Regions from separate parts of the Podarcis muralis genome. Here region 1 is linked to region 2. A link is a contact called in public Hi-C data. All regions are on one chromosome and are shown on one strand. The core of a region is the stretch at or near the end of the contact, and the rest is flanking DNA. Distances in the headings are between cores, read along the strand shown.

What was found. A called contact is a pair of places that touch in the nucleus more often than the background predicts.
Region 1: a Hi-C map of blood shows a contact between it and region 2, with 4 times the contacts expected there. The contact joins the promoter of PRKAR1A here to the promoter of ARSG in region 2. A contact is called at or near these places in 2 of 3 Hi-C or Micro-C datasets (blood and tail).

What each region holds. Positions count from the first base shown.
Region 1 is chr2:24,503,025-24,506,650 of rPodMur119.hap1.1, forward strand. It overlaps PRKAR1A (protein kinase cAMP-dependent type I regulatory subunit alpha), which reads left to right and starts at 1,708. Exons shown (of 12, transcript XM_028713474.2): 1 at 1,708-1,866.
Region 2 is chr2:24,332,271-24,335,554 of rPodMur119.hap1.1, forward strand. ARSG (arylsulfatase G) reads left to right here and starts at 1,699. Exons shown (of 16, transcript XM_077924036.1): 1 at 1,699-2,387. It overlaps AMZ2 (archaelysin family metallopeptidase 2), which reads left to right. Exons shown (of 6, transcript XM_077924039.1): 6 at 1-92.

The DNA of each region.
Region 1 (3,626 bases), core at 458-2,957, 170 kb after region 2:
CATATAACACCGGTCTTGAAGGACCTACATTGGCTCCCAGTACGTTTCCGAGCACAATTCAAAGTGTTGGTGCTGACCTTTAAAGCCCTAAACGGCCTCAGTCCAGTATACCTGAAGGAGTGTCTCCACCCCCATCATTCTGCCCGGACGCTGAGGTCCAGCGCCGAGGGCCTTCTGGCGGTTCCCTCATTGCGAGAAGCAAAGCTACAGGGAACCAGGCAGAGGGCCTTCTCGGTAGTGGCACCCGCCCTGTGGAACGCCCTTCCAGCAGATGTCAAAGCGATAAACAACTACCTGACATTCAGAAGACATCTTAAGGCAGCCCTGTTCAGGGAAGTTTTTAACGTGTGATATTTTACTGTATTTGTGGTTTTTATGGAAGTCGCCCAGAGTGGCTGGGGGGGCCCAGCCAGATGGGCGGGGTATAAATAATAAATTATTATTATTATTATTATTATTATTATTATTATTATTATTATTATTATTATTATTATTATTTAGTCTTCTATCCACAAATAAAGGCTTTAGAAAGGTGTAGACAGCCCTTCTTTCAATGTCTAGTGGTCATACCATACAGCAGGTGAGGGGAACTTGTGGCCTGCCAGCGGTTGCTGAACTACAACTCCCATCAACCCTAGCCATTGATCATGCTTGCAGCTTCTGGAGGACCACAGGTTCCCCACCCCTGCACTCCCTTACCTGAACAAATATTGCATGTCTGCTCCTGAAGGCATACCTGGTAGCAGCAATTCCTGGGGCCTGGAGCAAACACTCGTCCCATGTTGGGAGTCTGACCACTTCACAAGCAGGAGCTGGGAACTGGTGGTTGATGGCTAGGGGTGAGATCTTGGCTCCTCAGTAGTAAACACTAACCCTGTGTGAATACGAACGTGTGGGTGAGTGGAACAAGGTTTTTATTTTGCTTGCTGGAGTCTTATATGTACATTCGGTTATTGCTTTGTAGGATGCCAGCACTGTCTATATAACATTCCAGCCCAAGTTACTGAATGTAAATAAGCAGATGTGGGGAACGACCCGACCTGCGGCCTACAGCTGGAACAAAACATCTGGAATAACTTTCTGACAGTAACAGACTCCCACGAGAGGCGGTGGGCTCTCCCTTCCTTGGAGGTTTTTAAACAGAGGTTGGATGGCCCTCTGTCACGTATGCTTTAGTTGAGATTCCTGCATTGCAGGGGGTTGGGCTAGATGACCCTCGTGGTCCCTTCCAACTCTATAAGATTCTATGATGATGATGATGGAATAGGATGTCCCGATTTTCATCGGGGAAACATTGGAGGGTATGCACCTCTACCTCTTCTTCCTCCTCTTCTTTCTCTGTTTCATTTATTACACTATCTCCCTCCCTCCGACTTCGCGCATAGGAGAGAGAGAGAAAAGTTGCGGGGTGTAGAGGAGGAGAGAGGGAAGAGGGCACGTCTCCCTCTCAACGAGCGCCCTGACGTCAGCGGACGTTTTAAGTAGAGGGAAGGCTTACGTATTGGCGCGCGCCTGCTCTTCTCCCCCCTCCCCCTCCCTCCTTGTCTTCTCCCTCGCCCGCGCGCGCGCGCGCGTTCTCTCCCCTCGGAGGCGAGGGCGTCGACGGGAAAGCAAGCGCGTCGTCCCCTTTAAGGTTGCCCGGGTGACGGCTCGGCGAGTGAGAGCGAGGCCCATTGACGTCACGCCGGGCGGCGATTGGCGGAGGGAGTTAGGTTTCCGGTGGGAGCGATCGCTGAGGCGAAAGAGGAGGAGGAGGAGGAGAAGGGAGGTGGAGGAGGCCGCCGCCACTCGGGACAGCGGGAGGAGGAGGAGGAGGGGGGCCCGCTCGCGAGGAGAGGCCCAGGCAGGGAGGAGGAGGACCCTGTGGTAAGTCGGAGCCGGTGGGCCTAAGGCGCTCGCCGGCGGGTGGGGCGAGAGCGGGAGCTGCGGCGGCGGAGTGACGCGGGGGCGGCGAGGCGGGAGAGCGAGGGGCGGCGCGCTTACCTGAGGCGCGCTGCGGGAGGCGGCGGCGGCAGAGGCCTCTTCCTTCTCCTCAGGTGAGGCGGAGGATGGGAGAGGAGGAGGATAAACCTCCGCCGAGTTGTGAGGGCGGCCCTGCTGAGAAGAGCCTTAGCCTGGCGGGAGAGACGGGTTGCCCGAAGGGGGCCTTGGACGGGGCCCACGGGCACAGCTTGGGGGGAGAGCACATGCGTGGCTTTATTTTATTTTTTTCAGGAAGGGGGCGCTTACGCTCCAAGGTTTATATCCCGGGGGGGAGGGAGGCAGAAGAGGGTCCAGGGGGCCAGACGCAAGTAGAGGGGCTAAGATTAGGAGGAATGTGCACCGTGGAAGATGACGCCATGTAGACACAGAGAAGGAGCGTAGAATAAAGCCGCCTTTGTTTTTTTTATTATTTAAGGAGAAGCCCATGAGGAAAGTGGGTTTTTTTGTGGGGTTACTTTTGGTAGACGATTTAAGAGAGAGGCCTGTAGGTTTTTGGAGGGAGGATCCTTTTACAAAGAAACCAGATTTGTGATCTTGGGGGAGAACTTTTAGACCTGGGGGGAGGTTAGGATTAAAGGGGGAATAATAGGTTTGGGGTGGGGGGCATCTGTTTTAAAGAAGTGGAAAGGTTACTGCTGAAAAGTGCCTAAGCCAGAGTTTAGCTGGGTCTGCTTAGCTTACAAGCAGTTTCTTATGTATGGAGGGGAGGGAGGAAAGGGACCCATGTCATTCTCTTGGCTTTGTAGTCATTACAGTGTAGTGAATGACCTTTTGCAGGATAGGGAGAGTGTCATTTCCCCCATAGTCAAGGAACAAAACAAGCAAGTGCTGCCTTTGAAGTAGCCCATAATTGCTGTGCACAGTACTTGAATTTCTGGGTATTCCTATCCTGGGGAAATGAGCTCCCAGTGAACTGTGCTCCCTTCTCACAGGAAGGAAGCATCTTAGGGCTTTCCTGTTGCTTTTATTTATGGAAGCTACAGGGAGATAACTTGAAAGATGATCAGGGTAAGTTATTCAAGGCTGCTATAAATTACAAATGCCCTTTTGTGATAGAGAGGCTCTTCTTTGTGATTAGAAAATGTGTGCTATCAATTGCACCTGATATTTCAATAAAATGTGAGGACCCCTACCCCACTTAGAATTTTGACAAGCTGTTTTGATGTCCTGGGTTACCATCTTCAGGTTGCTGTTTTCCATTCACTGTTTAAAGATTACTGTTAAATAGTTATATGAGGAATTCTAAACACACTGTGAGTTTTCTTGGCCAGAAAAGGAGGCCCTGAAAATTACTGCAGTGATCTTAAAATTCCAAGCATTTTACCTGGAAGCTACTTGAAGCTACTACATATCTACTTTGCAAATACCTATAGCAAATAAAGGGGACGCGGGTGGCGCTGTGGGTAAAAGCCTCAGCGCCTAGGGCTTGCCGATCGAAAGGTCGGCGGTTCGAATCCCCGCGGCGGGGTGCGCTCCCGTTGTTCGGTCCCAGCGCCTGCCAACCTAGCAGTTCGAAAGCACCCCCGGGTGCAAGTAGATAAATAGGGACCGCTTACTGGCGGGAAGGTAAACGGTGTTTCCGTGTGCTGTGCTGGCTCGCCAGATGCAGCTTTGTCACGCTGGCCACGTGACCCGGAAGTGTC
Region 2 (3,284 bases), core at 449-2,948:
TCTAAAACAAGCAATGGCTCTTTGGCACAGAGTGATGTACACATTTTTTTAAAATCAGAGAACATTCATATAATATAGATGGATCAAGTAAACCTAAGCTTTTCATTGCCTCAATTCTGTGAGTTACCTATTATAAAGCTAAAAGTCAGGAACAGTGAGGTTTCAGCAGCAATATCCACTGAAATCAGCATTTAGTTTCAAATGAATGTTTATGAGGATTGATGTGTCCATTATCTGAAGGTAGTGGGAATTTTCCTTAAGATGTGTAGACTGAACAGAGAACACTGCCTGTCTTGAATCCGTTAAACTAAAACATACAGGTACAATAGTTTTTAGCTATGCAATCAATTTAAATTCTCTAATAGTTGGAGTTGTTCAGAGAGTTAAGGATTATTTTTACTTATATGAAAGATTCATAGTCCACCCTTCATTGTTAATATTATTTATTTTTGTTTGTTTGTTTATTTTAACCCGCCCATCTGGCTGGGTTTCCACAGCTACTCTGGGTGGCTTCCAACAAATATTAAAAATACATTAAAACATCAGTCATTAAGAACTTCCCTAAACAGGGCTGCGTTCAGATGTCTTCTAAACGTCAGAGAGTTGTCTATTTCTTTGACATCTGATCAGAGGGCATTCCACAGGGCGGGTGCCACTACAGAGAAGGCCCTCTGCCTGGTTCCCTGTTTGATTTGTGCTCTATAATACAAACTCTATAAAAATTCTTTTTTAAAAAGCATTAAACCATTTCTATTAATTTTACAAATAGTATTCCATAATTAGATTGGGTCACAATTCAGGGAAAGCCTTCTTGAACAAAAAGATCCTCAACAGCTGCATAAGTATCAAGACACTGCATCTGTCTGATCTCAGCTGGTAACCAATTCCAAAGGGCTGGAGCAGCAACATTAAAAGCCCTCTTTCTAGTACAAAATAGCACACTTCTGGGGCATGTGGTGCTCTCTGCAGTGGCTTATCTGAGCAGCACCCAACAGGGATATACAGTGGTACCTTGGGTTAAGAACTTAATTTGTTCCGGAGGTCTGTTCTTAACCTGAAACTGTTCTTAACCTGGGGTACCACTTTAGCTAATGGGGTCTCCTGCTGCCGCCGTGCTATTTCTGTTCTCATCCTGAAGCAAAGTTCTTAACCCAAGGTACTATTTCTGGGTTAGCAGAGTCCGTAACCTGAAGCGTATGTAACCTGGGGTACCACTGTATGGGCAAGGCAGTCCCTCATCAGATAGGGCTCAGCAATAACAGATCAAAAAAGGGACGTGGGTGACGCTGTGGGTTAAACCACAGAGCCTAGGGCTTGCCGATCAGAAGGTCGGCGGTTCGAATCCCCGTGATGGGGTGAGCTCCCGTTGCTCGGTCCCTGCTCCTGCCAACCTAGCAGTTCGAAAGCACGTCAAAGTGCAAGTAGATAAATAGGTACCGCTCCGGCGGGAAGGTAAATGGCGTTTCCGTGCGCTGCTCTGGTTTGCTAGAAGCGGCTTAGTCATGCTGGCCACATGACCCGGAGCCTGTACGTCGGCTCCCTCGGCCAATAAAGCGAGATGAGCGCCGCAACCCCAGAGTCGGTCACGACTGGACCTAATGGTCAGGGGTCCCTTTACCTTTATAACAGATCAAAGTGTCTCAGGCTGCACTACTTTGATCAATGATCAATAGAAGATGTTGCACTTACGCTATCCTAGTAGGCACTGGTTATTTAGTAACAGTGTACAGCGCAATCGTATGCATGCTTGTACGGATGTAACCTCCTGTCGATGACTTACTCCTGGGTAAACGTGCTCAGGATCGTGCCACAGTTTGTAAAACAAACATGAGGCGCGCTGGAAGCAGGTGGTGCGTATTAAAGTGCGGGTGGGCGTGGCTGCTTTCTGTGCACTGCGCCGCAAGCGGCTGATCCAGGAAGTGCAGGCTGCACGTGCGCTGAGGCACTCGGATCTCGCCCCGGCTGCAGCCTGGTGCGACAAAAGGGTTCGCGGATAGCCGGTCGGAGTGCCCCGGCTCAGCTTTCGTGCCGGAAGCAAGCTCCTGGAGCATGAGGGCAGCGGCATTGCGCAGGCCACGGCTTTCGGAGATCTCTCCTGCAAAGCGCCCACGGGCGTCCCTGCTGCTCGCTGCATCGCCGGCCTCGCAAAATCTCGCCTGCGCAGGGAGACAACGACCACTTGCAACTTCGCCTTGCCCAAAGGCGTTGCATTACGCGGAGCAATGCGGATTCGCCGAGATCGAGAGTTTAGAGGGAAGGTCCCCATTGGTCCAGGATCGGGGAAAGGGGCGGCGCAAAGCCGCGCTCACACGGGCCGCGAACCGTGCAACGTGGGAGCGAGCGGCGCCTGCAGCAGCAGCGGTGGGGTAACTCAGCGGCGCAGACCTGTGAGTAAATTGCCCCTTTGGGGCAGGCTGTCTTTGCCGGGGGTGCGAGCGGGGACTTGCAGATTTTGCACGGGGGCAAGCCCGGTGATGGGTGGGACCGATCCTGGGTGGCACGAGCAAGTTAGCAGCCGCCAGCCCTTTCCGAGGGAGAGGGCGGTTTTGGAAGCGGGGAGGGATGCAGAAGGAAGGGTCCGGTCATCGGATGCAAAAGAGGCCGGGGGCTTCCACACCTTTGCTTGGATGCAGAGGAAGGGAATTTCAGCTAGCGTTGCCGTGTGCTGCAGGCTACACCTGCTCCTATTTCCTCTTCTGCACGCAGCTGTTGAAGGAGTCGGTGCCCTGGCCTCTTTAGTATGGGGCCAGCCTGTGGAAGGGATGCATCGAGATGTCTACCCCCCAAACCAAGCTCTTGTAGGTTTTTTTGGCAATCCAGGGGATCATGATGTTCAATAGGATTGGGGTGGCAATGTGCAGCCAGATTTCCTGCTTACTCTTAAGCAAGCTTCGCCAACTTCAACTGGGGGGCGTGGAGGTTTCGTGTCCGCAATCGCTTTAAAATCGTCGCTGGGGATGGGAGCCAATGGAAGGCGGAGTGCGGCGCTTCCGGTGCAGGGCGGCGCAGTGGAAATTTCCGCCGCTACGCAGCCTGCCTGGGAAGCCATGCTTCTCTCTGCCCGCCCAGCTGGCCCCGATGCCCGGCGCGTGGAGGGCGGGGCGCAGCTCGCGGTACGTAGCGTGCTGGCGCAATAGAAGGGTTGCCTTACCGCCCCCTACTTTCCCCGTGTGGTTTTAGGGGGTGTTTCCTCTCCCGTCCGCCTCCGACAAGGAAAATCAGAAAACGTCGCGTTGAAGCCCCTCTCCTGTTGTCGTGCTCAGGTTGGAGCAGAGTCAGCCCCA